Regions from separate parts of the Mus musculus genome. Here all the other regions are linked to region 3. A link is a contact called in public Hi-C and promoter capture Hi-C data. All regions are on one chromosome and are shown on one strand. Each heading gives the region's core, a stretch centred on a gene start, on an enhancer-like site or on the middle of the called end of the contact. The rest is flanking DNA. Distances are from core to core; before and after follow the strand shown.

What was found. Promoter capture Hi-C pulls out the DNA fragments that hold promoters and counts their contacts. A called contact is a pair of places that touch in the nucleus more often than the background predicts.
Region 1: a contact with region 3 is called in a promoter capture Hi-C map of pre-B cells. The contact joins the enhancer-like site here to the promoter of Epb41l4b in region 3. A contact is called at or near these places in 8 of 39 promoter capture datasets (the 3T3-L1 cell line, cranial neural crest, frontonasal cranial neural crest and 4 more), 1 of 115 datasets of contacts at active chromatin or transcription factors (large pre-B cells) and 1 of 9 other capture datasets (adipose tissue).
Region 2: a Hi-C map of LSK cells shows a contact between it and region 3, with 4 times the contacts expected there. The contact joins the promoter of Elp1 here to the promoter of Epb41l4b in region 3. A contact is called at or near these places in 10 of 39 promoter capture datasets (the 3T3-L1 cell line, cranial neural crest, fetal liver and 6 more), 1 of 15 datasets of contacts at CTCF or cohesin (large pre-B cells), 2 of 484 Hi-C or Micro-C datasets (LSK cells and embryonic stem cells) and 3 of 115 datasets of contacts at active chromatin or transcription factors (the 230-238 cell line, large pre-B cells and pancreatic cancer cells).
Region 4: a promoter capture Hi-C map of pre-B cells shows a contact between it and region 3. The contact joins the promoter of Ctnnal1 here to the promoter of Epb41l4b in region 3. A contact is called at or near these places in 11 of 39 promoter capture datasets (the 3T3-L1 cell line, cranial neural crest, embryonic stem cells and 7 more), 4 of 484 Hi-C or Micro-C datasets (embryonic stem cells, nephron progenitors and neural progenitor cells) and 4 of 115 datasets of contacts at active chromatin or transcription factors (embryonic hindbrain, large pre-B cells, neural tube and 1 more).

The regions. Positions count from the first base shown.
Region 1 is chr4:56,828,438-56,831,137 of GRCm38.p6, reverse strand. It overlaps Ctnnal1 (catenin (cadherin associated protein), alpha-like 1), which reads left to right. Exons shown (of 19, transcript NM_018761.3): 9 at 1,496-1,654. Among named protein-coding and RNA genes, the nearest start is that of Elp1, 27 kb to the right of the region's middle. Within about 2 kb of position 1,292, at least 97 of the 459 cell types and tissues checked have an H3K27ac peak or open chromatin away from gene starts, as enhancers often do. A contact at or near this core is called in adipose tissue, where this site is marked.
Region 2 is chr4:56,800,949-56,803,648 of GRCm38.p6, reverse strand. It overlaps Elp1 (elongator complex protein 1), which reads left to right and starts at 1,318. Exons shown (of 37, transcript NM_026079.3): 1 at 1,318-1,490. Abitram (actin binding transcription modulator) reads right to left here and starts at 1,320. Exons shown (of 6, transcript NM_001081420.1): 1 at 923-1,320; 2 at 2-53. The coding sequence starts at 1,037.
Region 3 is chr4:57,141,723-57,144,422 of GRCm38.p6, reverse strand. Epb41l4b (erythrocyte membrane protein band 4.1 like 4b) reads left to right here and starts at 1,267. Exons shown (of 25, transcript NM_001355492.1): 1 at 1,267-1,575. The coding sequence starts at 1,270. It overlaps LOC108168956, which reads left to right. Exons shown (of 2, transcript XM_017320489.1): 2 at 432-1,165. The coding sequence ends at 1,165.
Region 4 is chr4:56,863,901-56,866,600 of GRCm38.p6, reverse strand. It overlaps Ctnnal1 (catenin (cadherin associated protein), alpha-like 1), which reads left to right and starts at 1,390. Exons shown (of 19, transcript NM_018761.3): 1 at 1,390-1,624. The coding sequence starts at 1,487.

The DNA of each region.
Region 1 (2,700 bases), core at 43-2,542, 310 kb after region 3:
GTATTTGTTCTGGCTTCTTCCTCTTTTGTTGCTAATGAGTTGTCCTCACTGCCTTCCTAAGAGCTATAAGACCTTGGCAAGTCACTCAGCCGCTGTGGACAAGTTGCACAAAGACGTGGTGTTAGATATTCTCTAAGGCCCGGCTGGTTGAATTAGGTCCTTTAAAATCCTTCTGTGACACACAGGAAAGTAGTTTAGTGCCTTTTTGGCTGTGATTATTCTGACTTGGTTGATAAATGCAGACAGCTCCACTGTTTATTTTATACAAAGTCCTATCCTATCACTTGAATTGACATCCGGTTACTTCAATGAGAAAAGAAATTGATTCATTCTACCAGGTTTAATTCATAGTCAGGTTTTCTTGAAAGTAATGTCCCTTTTATTTTATTTTTTTGAACAAATCCCAAACCACCTGCCATGTAACTTACACACACACACACACACACACACACACACAGTGATATTCTTTTTTTTTAAAAGATTTATTTATTTACTTATTTACTTATTTACTTATTTATTTATTTATTTATTTATTTATTTATTATATGTAAGTACACTGTAGCTGTCTTCAGACACTCCAGAAGAGGGAGTCAGATCTCGTTACAGATGGTTGTGAGCCACCATGTGGTTGCTGGGATTTGAACTCCGAACCTTCGGAAGAGCAGTCAGGTGCTCTTACCCACTGAGCCATCTCTCCAGCCCCACAGTGATATTCTTAAATGCTGTAAATTAGACTGAGACCCTTTACATATTGGTGAGCTGTTCACCCCAACTGTTGCCTTTTGTTTTTGTTTTCTTTATTTATTCAATACTGGCAATTAAATTTAGGCCTTGCTTGAGCTGTATTACTGTCCCCTTAAACCTGCTGATGATATGGCCCTCTGTTAGATATTCCTTGTAGTAGTCTGAACACTAAAGTTTTATTTAACATTGAAAATTTTTAAGTTTTTCTGTCTGTGGCTGTATGGCCTTCATGTATATCTAGACTCCAAGTGTATGCTTAGTGCTCAAAGTGGCCAGAAGATGGTGAAAGATCCCCTGGGACTGCAGTTACAGGTGGTTGTGAGCTGCCACGTGGCTGCTGGGAATCCAACCCAGAACCTCTGGAGGAGCAGACAGCCCTCTGCATAGCTGAGCCATCTCTCCAGCTCTTGAGCAGTAAACTCTTAATTCTGCCCCACTTCTCACCATCTTTATCAATAGCAGAAGCATGTTCCACAGGGAGAGAGGCTGTGTGGGAGAGGCCTGGCTGGCAGAGTGCAGAGGCCAGGCTCCTCCTCCACTGAGTGGCCAGGGCTCGTCCTCCACACACCCGGCTGCTGGAAGGAGTTCCATGTTTCCCTGCATCCCAGGCCTTCTCCTGTGACCACAGGGGCTGCTCCGCCTCAGCGCTGTGGGGGTTCTCTTCTGTAGTCACTGGGGCTCTTCTCGGCTGCTGGGTCATGAACGTTTTTTTGTCTCCTTTCCTGCTCTGATGCCTTTCTGTCTCCTTCAGCTCCATTGTACAGCCATGCAGCTGGCAGCCGACCTGTTAAAATTCCATGCTGATCATGTGGTTTTAAAAGCATTAAAAGTTACTGGAGTAGAAGGAAATTTGGAAGCTTTGGCTGAGTATGCCTGTAAACTCTCTGAGCAGAAAGAACAGCTTGTGGAGGTGAGTAATAGATTTGCTTATTAAACAAACTGTGGTTCACCATATGATAGCAAAGTTATGGAGAGAATATTAGCACATGTTTTTGACTAACTGCCCATCTGAGTATTGCCTTCTCTTCTCTTTGGAATCTGTAAGGTATAACACACGTCTACCCTGTTCTGACAATAGTTTAGCCTCTAAAACAAAACAATAAAATGTACTAGAACCATAAAATATATTTTTAAGTATTCCTTTCTTTGTTTTCTCAGACTGGGCTCTGGGGTGCAGTGGAGTAACGCTGTTTCTGTTTGAGTCTGAAGCTAGCATGCCGTGACAAGTGCTTAGCAAGAGAGCTGGGCTCAGTGTTGCATAGACAGTTGTGGGGGAGCCCGTGATTACAGAGCCAGGGCAAGTTGGTGGGGGAGGCAGAACCTGGAAGTCTGTGAACTAAGCACATTGATGGCCCAGGGTGACCCAGTAAAGGAAAGAACTTCTCTTTCCTTTCCTCTGTCCAAACACAGCTATGGCAAACCCAAGTTAGCTACCCAAGGCAGAAAGCTGAGTGGAGAAGGGAGGAGGACAATGAGAAGACCTCTGACCCTTCCTGAACTCTCCCACTCTGCCCCAACCCAGGGAGTCACCTGGCACTTGCTGTATAATTATAATTCCAGCTGATTTTTTTTTTTCCATTTTTTATTAGGTATTTAGCTCATTTACATTTCCAATGCTATACCAAAAGTCCCCCTTACCCACCCACCCCCCAAATTCCAGCTGATCTTAACTCATTAAAAATGTTACCATGGATCTGCTAGTTTAAAAAAAAAAGGAAGAGAAGAAGGAGAAGAAGAAGAAGAAGAAGAAGAAGAAGAAGAAGAAGAAGAAGAAGAGGAAGAGGAAGAGGAAGAGGAAGAGGAAGAAGAAGAGGAAGAAGAAGAAGAAGAAGAAGAGGAAGAGGAAGAAGAGGAAGAAGAAGAAGGAAGGAAGGAAGGAAGGAAGAAAGAAAGAAAGAAAGAAAGAAAGAAAGAAAGAAAGAAAGAAAGAAAGGAAGAAAGGAAGAAAGAAAGAAA
Region 2 (2,700 bases), core at 69-2,568, 340 kb after region 3:
CCGGTTGGAGTGCTGGAGTATACAGTGGTCCTCACAGGGTTTTCCTTTAACATCTAGAGGAATAAATGAGTCGCAGGTTGTTGAACTGGCATTTACCACGTGATTACCTCCTTTGGTTCATGAAGATTGTTCATTGCGAAGCTGAGCACAGTGGGCAAAGTAAATAAAGGCTATGAAGTATTTTAAGTGGCCTAATTTACATAGAATCCTTTACTCAGTGTTAAGGCAGGTAACATTCTTAGCTCCTCCATCTTGTCACTTTAAAATGAGTACACCTAGAGAAACACTATTATAAGCGCCACATTGCTGACATTATGGTGGTGTTTTGTGAGGCTGTCTTGATGGTATGCAAAAATCACACGTTTTTTTTTAAATTCAGTCCTAAAGAGAATTTAGGATGCTTATCCTAAATATTATATGTGGGTCTACCGGTTTCCCTGAATTTAAAAAGGCTAAAATAGAGGCTAGAGGAGGATCCCCAAAGGTGGTATCGGTATTTTCTTGGCAGAACGAACACCAGAGAAGCCTATTTCAAACGTCCAGTGGACAATATGCACAGTTTCTTCTTAACACTAGATACTGCTTCCTTAACATTTCTTAATTTTTCTCTCCATGCCTAAGGTTTCTTCCCGGTTCGGCGTAGGATTGATCCCTCCAAGCACACCAACCCTTAGTAGTGTGGGGAAAGCCCAGATAGACCAACGCGGAGTTCCTTAGTTTAGTTCACGTCCTTTCCTGCAAACAACCCACACATGGCGCTGCGGTTCCCACGAAGGAAAGCGCCTATTTTAGCTCTTCATCAGCGCAAATCTGTATTCCTGGGACTAGGATGCTCAGGGAAGAGCACGGGTGGCTTGCATCGCGTGGCAGAAGTGCCTGCACCCGTGCGGTAAAGCGGAGCTCACCACCATCCCGCACTTACCCGCTTTATACCAGCGAGTGAAGTATCGATCCACAAGGGAGGGTGGCGGGGCTTCGGTAGCTATGACTACCTCTGGTGGCGCCAGCTTGGCTTCGGGGCAGCGGAGCTCTTCCATCCCTCTAGTCCAGGAGCGTAGTTCCGGCGCGTGGGAGCCGGTTGGTGTCGTGCGCACGCGCGCGACTCCCCGGCTGGCGGCCAAACTCCCTCCCCGACCCCAGTCACCTGTGATCCTGGGCCAAAGCCCAACTGTGGGGCAAAAACAACCGGGTGTCAAAGAGCTGAGGGACAGCAGACAGCAAGGTCCTGCCTCTGCCGGGTGAGGGCTCCCCGATCCCCTGGACCCTCTGAGCACCCTCGAGCTCCTGAGGAGGCGCGTCTGGCCACACCCACCCGGTGACGTCACTCAGCGCGCCTCGCGGGTGACGCCACGTCCGCGCCGCCTTTCTGGTGCTACCTGGCGTGTTTCGCCCTTCAGTGGATCGTGTTTCTCGTCTCCCGTGTGCATCGGCGGTTCCTTTCCAAACCCAGTGCGCCGTGAGGGCTCGGAGCCGCCTCGAGGGCGTCGTAGGTGAGCATTCGCCCGTCCCAGTCCGAGCCGCTGTGTGCGGCCTGGTCTTGCTGTCCAGGGCTGTTCTGGTGCAGGGGAGATGCACGCGCTTCTGCCTGCGCGCGCCGGCGGGCCGGGCGTGGACCTCTTCTTTCTTCGAGTTTCGGATGCTTTCTGTACACGTTTTCCCCGGGGCCGTCTTGGGGCGCTGCGAGGGATGAGGGTCCGGTACCCCAATTGCGGGTTTCCTTGTAGCGTGTAGATAAAACCTCTACCAGCTTGTCGTGGAAGGTGATAGGTAAATAGAGGCCTCTGTGCTGTGCTGCGGGTCCCTTCTCGCTCGCATTTGGGACTTTTCTATGAAGTAGTGTATCTCGTGCTTCCCTACCTGGTGTACCTAAGCCGGGATTTCTGTGATGGCTGTGATTTTATAGTCTTTTGTCTTTAGGGCCTAACATTTGGCAAGGTTTTGTTGTAAGTCACATAACGGATCTTAGGTATTGTGTAAAGGATTCGTTTGCGTATTGAGAACCATGATATATAACCAGCAAATATCTCGATGTGTAAGTGAAAGAAAAAGAGACAAAGACAAATTTTAGTTTGTGGAAACAGAGATGACAATAAGTCCCAAGCCAGGATGAGCTATTATTTGATAAGAGATCAGCAGGTTCTCTGTTTTTCAGGTTGCATTTCATATGCTTGTAAGGGTCAGCTTATGATAATATCAGGATTGATTTTAATGTGAGTTTAATGTTTAGTTTGGTCTTGTTCATTTACAAGGTATATAGGTTTATCTAATCTTCCCTTTAGTGAGCTACCAAGCCTGAAGGTAGGGGAGAAAGTGGATCAATGGTCAGAATTTTGGGACATGATCAAAGTTGTATGAAAGCACCTCTTAGAACATGTGTGGGTGGAGTCAAGGGAGGTGCAGTTGGAGGTGCCAAAGGAAGGCTGTTAGCAGATTATGATCCTAGAAACATTTGGAAGATGTTTCCTAACTTTGAAAGCATTGAGAAAACTACAGGACTGTGTAACTCCAAAAAGTTAAATGAGTGAGCAGTGTCAGAATGACAATTTAGAGAAGTCGGTTTTCATGCTAAAAGAATTGGGGCATTAGAGAGATTAATGAGTTTGCCTTTTTACCAAGTGACCATGGAGGCCAGAAGAAGGCATGGGGTTCCCTGGAATTGGAGTTATAGATAGTTGTTATCTGCTGTGTAGGTGTTGGGAA
Region 3 (2,700 bases), core at 18-2,517:
TTCCCACATTCCTTTCTGCAACACAGGACAACTCACTTGTCTGTGGGCAAACCCTGAACCTGTGGGCATTGATTGTTAGCAATTCGCTGTCTCCAGTTTGCTCCATGTGCCCTATGCAATTCATTCTTATGTTCTGCTTCGCTTCCCAGGAGTCTGTCCAACCTTGACCAACCTTCTCAGTAGCAATAGCTTATGCAGGACCTTTCCTTAATTCTGGGCATGGGCGAGGTCCTTGAAGCAGGGTGTCTCCAAAGGAGTATGGAAAAGTACTTCCCCTCCTCGCAGGCCTCAATTTTCTTGTTTGGAACGGGTCCGTTGGACTGGCAGGTTAAAGCTCCAGCCAGGGTTGAGATTTTAAGCAGATAGAATTTCATTAAGTGGCAGGGACCTTCTAGGTCGCCTACTCCACTTCTGCAGAAGGAGAAACTGAGTACGGTTGGTGTTTTGTTTTTGTTTTTGTTTTTCTTCCAGAAAGAGCCGTGTTTTTCTTTGCCCTAGGGGTAAGACTTCCCTGGAAGGAGACAGTCTTATTTTCTTCATCTGGTCAAGCAGGAGGAACTCTTGGACTTCTAGGGGGTCCTGCGCGCCCGGAAACACGTGTGTGCTCACCTACGTGTACGCACGTGAGCGCACCTACAGCAGCAGGGGGCGCTCGGGCCGGCAGGGGGCAGCACAAGCCCGGCGCAGCCCCGGGGGAGGAGGGCGTGCTGCAGTGCCGGCGGCGGCGGCTGGAGGTGCAGCCCTCCCAGGTGGGAGGCGGGGGCTGCGGGCGCAGGAAAAGGCGCCCCGGGAGCGGGCGCTCGGCGGGGGCCTCCTCGGGCCGGGCGCGGCGCGAGTGGGAGCGAGCGCGCCGGGAGCACGCAGGCGCTTTGCTCCGGCTGGCCCTCGGCCGGCGCGCGGCGCGGGAGCAGCCCGCAGCCGGGTCCCCCCGCGGCGCTCTTCGCGGGGCAGCGGCCACGCAGCAGCCGGCACCGACCGACCGCCCCAAGCGCGCGGCAGCGACAGCGGCGACAGCAGCGGGACGGTCCCCCGGGCCGCCTGTGCGCGTTCTCTCCCGCGCGGCTACTCTCGGCGGGCGCTGGCCCGGCCGACGCGTCCCGCGGGCGGCCGGAGCGCGGCGGCGGCCTCGGCTGGGGCGGGAGCGAGCCCCGGGCCGCAGCCCGCGGGAGGCGGCGCGGCGCGGCGGGCACTGACGGCGGCGCCGGGCGCTCCCGGGCGGCGGCGCGGCGGCAGCGCAGGGGGCGGAGGCAGGGGGCGCCCCCGGCCAGGATGCTGCGGTTCCTGCGCCGGACCTTTGGCCGCCGCTCCATGCAGCGCTACGCGCGGGGCGCGGCGGGGCGCGGGGCCGCCGGGCTGGGGGACGAGCGCGACGGGGGGCCGCGAGGGGGCCCGGCTGCCGCCGCCAGCTCCTCGGTGCTGCCCGCCGCGCCCGGGGGCAGCGTATTCCCGGCCGGCGGCGGGCCCCTGCTCACCGGCGGCGCGGCTGTGCACATCTCCGCCTCGGGAGCTGCCAAGGCCACCCTTTACTGCCGTGTCTTCCTGCTCGACGGAACCGAAGTGAGCGTGGACCTGCCGGTGAGTGACGCGGCGCGTGCGGGGCACTAGCAGCCTGCTCTGCTTGGGTCAGAACCCCCTGTCCCAGTCTTTCTTTCTCTCTGGGAAGCTACCCGGGCTGTTTTTTGGGGACCCCTCCCCCATCTTCTGCCAATCTTCCCCAGCCATGAACCCTCCCAGACCACCAGCCCGGGTATGCTCTGGGGCCCAGTCTTTGGCACCTTGCAACCGCAGGGTTGCGGCGCCCTTCTTTGGCGACCACCTAGGATTTTTGTGCCTCACTCCTACCCCATGCTATCCCATGCACACGTCCCTACGTCCCCTCCCCTTGGCGCAGGTGGCTGGCATTCCCTGCCAATGTTGGCCTTCGGCTGCTGGATTGAGTAGAATTTTTCAAGCGACGCAGGGCTGTTCCGGGGTATCCCGCTTTGGGTATCAGGCCTTGGTGGAGAAGAAATCCTTGCCTGCTGCTCAGCAGGTGCCCCAAGTTTGGGAAGAGGCTTAGGGAACAGTTTTGCCGCTCTGCCTTCTCCCGATTCCCCGTGGATGGCCCCCATAGGGAGCCTATCCCAAAGTGCTCCCTGGCTCACAACCTCGCAGGGAGTGGAGCGACTTGGGAGCCAACTCAGGCCAGGTCCGCTTTGAACGGAGAGATAAGCCTTGGCGTGCTGGGAGTTGGCCCCGGTCCCCTCTGGACTGGCCTACCCACTCTCTCCCACACCCGGCAGTTTGCGTGGTTCGTTCAGGGCATCCCGGGGTGGCAGCACCAGGGCCTGCGTCCGGTTCACACACCCACAGGTGGTTGCACCCGGGCCCAGTTCCAGTGGCAAGCTAGGCCAGCGCCAGTGTCTCCGACAGGGAGTCCAGCCGCCAAAAGAGCCTTTTTGGCCGAAGGGGCCAGTCAGATCCTATCAAACGCTGCACTAACGGGCGCCCACTGCGCTGCGGCAGACGGTGCCTTCGGGAATCTTTGGGCATGACTGAAGACACCGCAGTAATTGAGCTTTAGATGAGTTACAGATTGTCCGGAGTGTTTAGGCCTCCGGACAGTCTGTAACTGGGTGGTAGGAATTCGTTGGATTTAAGGAGAGAACACTTAACCTGTAAGGGTTTCAGATGGGAAAAATCAGCCTCGCTAGCCTAGGC
Region 4 (2,700 bases), core at 141-2,640, 280 kb after region 3:
GAGCCAGTTCAATTCCTAACACCTATGTTGGACGGCTGGTAACCCCCTTAATTCAGCTCCAGGAGATCTGATGCCTCTGTCCTTCAGGCACTGCCCTCACGGACACATGCCCACGTGTAGACACACTTTACAAGAAAAAAAGAATTGGAGGATGAGTTGAATTCAGGAGCTCTTTTATACCATTACCGGAGATGCCCATGCTGCTTGGGCAGGTGAAACTGAGTCCTTCAGCTTCCCTTCCAACACTGCAAGCCGAATCCATCAGCCTAACTTGATGAAGAAAGCCAGTCTCAGATTCCTTTTTGCCCCCACGTGTGCTCATTAGCAGCTATGGTCCTTCAAAAATGCTTTATTGTGCTGCTTAGTCAGTCGCTGGGTCCTTCCTAAGGTCAGTGTAGAATCTTTCTTAAGACACAGGCTTCTGAATGCCTTCCTTGGCTTTGTTCCTGGAAACTGGAGGAAAAGGCGCTTTGGCACCTCTTCTCACCACAGGGATTCTGTGTGAGCTCATGGTTGGGCTGAGAGAATGGATTCTTAGCCTTAAGTGACTTCAGTCAGACACATCTTTTCATTCAAGGAGCAGTTAACATGCTGCTAGTTCTTGGCTAATATTAGAAACAATGTTACAAGTTTTTAAAAGGTATTATTTAGCCAGAGCCCAAACTTTTGTTTTTGATTCTCTTGAAGGTGAATTCTAAAGGTAACTGCAAGATACACTGCCTTCTTGCTGAGTATCAAGATATGTGAATATATTATCAAATGTTTCAACTCTGTAAGAGATACAATCAGAACATAGAAGTGGAGGCGAAATGGGACTGTCTTTCCTCGGAAGCCATTGAAAGAAAGATGGTTACAAGTGTAATTGATGTCTCAGTCCCAGGGCAGAGGTTCAACACCATAAAAACATGTAGAAATATTTACGGGAAATCAGAATTGACTTTTGAGGCAAATGGATTTGGTGGAAAGCTTTGTTGGGGACAGTTGTCTTCTGGTAAGAGGCCACATAAACTTGTGGAGGCTCTCGGGTGGCCTGCTCTAGATAAAATTAGGCTTTGGAACTCACCCTTGAGGAAAGAGGCACAGGGGCGGCCAGAGGGCGGGTCCGCGGGGTGGGACTATGGCAGTGGATGGGTGGGGCCGCCCAGGTATTAGGGCGGAGCTGGTGGGGCGTGCCACCCTAGAGGCGGAGCTGATGATCCTGGACTGCTACGCGCCAGACTATGGGTCAGTGGGCGGGACGTAGAGGGGGCTCGGCTAGGGTGCTGGGCAGAACTAGCTAGAGTTGGGTGGCCTCGAAGGCGGGGCCCGCGCGGTGGTACAGGCCTGGGGGCGGGGATACGGGCCCAGGGTCGCATGGAGGCGGGGCCGAAGTAGTGGCACAAGGGTAGGGGTGGGGCCTCGGTGCGGCGAGGCGGCGGGCAACCCGGAGGCTGGTTGGCGGGCAGGCAGAGGTGCGGATAGCGCGCTGTGCTATCGGTGGAGGGCCATGGCCGCTTCTCCAGTCCCGGGCGGTGGCGGTGCGGGAGCTGTCCACTCCTCCAACGCGGCTGGCTTCACCTTCGACTCGGGACTGGAGATCAGGACGCGCTCGGTGGAACAGACTCTTCTGCCCCTGGTTTCTCAGGTACCGCGGCCCCTGGTCCCCGTGTGCGCTGCCCGCGATGGCGGCGGGCGCTCTTTCCTCGGTCCGGCTTGGCGGGGCGGGAGGCGGCGCTGTCCCGCATTGCGCGAGCAAGACGGCGGCACGGCGGGACTCGCGTGGGGGCCCAGAGCCGGGCGGCTACTCCTGGGCTCGCGGTGAAGCGCTGGAAGCGCTGGAGCCCAGCAGGTGCGTTGTTCGGCCTAGGCAGCCGGACCCGCCTGGCCCAGTGGCTCCGAGTGAGGCCCAGCCGCGGGTCAGTAGGACCCCTATGGGGTTCTCTGACTTCCAGAGCCAAGCTGGCGGCCGCTGCTCAGTCGGCCGCCGCTGTCGCTGTCCGCATCGCAGGCCAGACCCAGGCGCTGGGTGCAGACTAAGGCATTCCAGTTTGCCTCTTACTCCAGCGTGTTCTCCAAGGCCTTTGTCCTGTTCCCTTGGTCATGTGTGGGCTCGCCCAACTCCCACCCACTCCGGCCACCTGTCCTGTCTCTCCCTGTCATTTGCCTGCCCACCACCTCTGTCTGCTAGAACTCTGTAGAGTGACAGGAAGGAGTGCTTAATCCTGATTGATGCACACCTTTTGCAAGGTCTCAGTTGGGATTAGTGCATTATTATATTTTGAGTTATAAAAGAAGTCTAGAATCAGCTAGGATGTGCTTAATTAAAAAAAAAAAGTTTGTCTCTCTGAGCTGAGGTATACATAACCCGAGGGCTAGAATTCCTCATCTACAGCTATGGTACTGTGCCAAACACCAAGGGAGGAATTTTGTCTTTGGCTGTGCGTTGGCGATGTGTGACTCATACTAAGCCTGTAACACCTTGGTGACTCATGCCAGGATTACCAAGATTTTAGAGGTAGAAAGAATCTTAAATTATCTTATCCGACTCCAAATTAAAAGATGATTTCTTACAACAACCTCAACTCCTGTCCACCAATGCCTTACATAAACACGTTTAATGAAAGGGAGGTTGTCACTATTCCATAGACTTTTAAATACTGTCTGTTCCAGCCTGGTCGCAAAAATATTTGAAAATTGTAGTTTTATATGCTTCTGAAATTC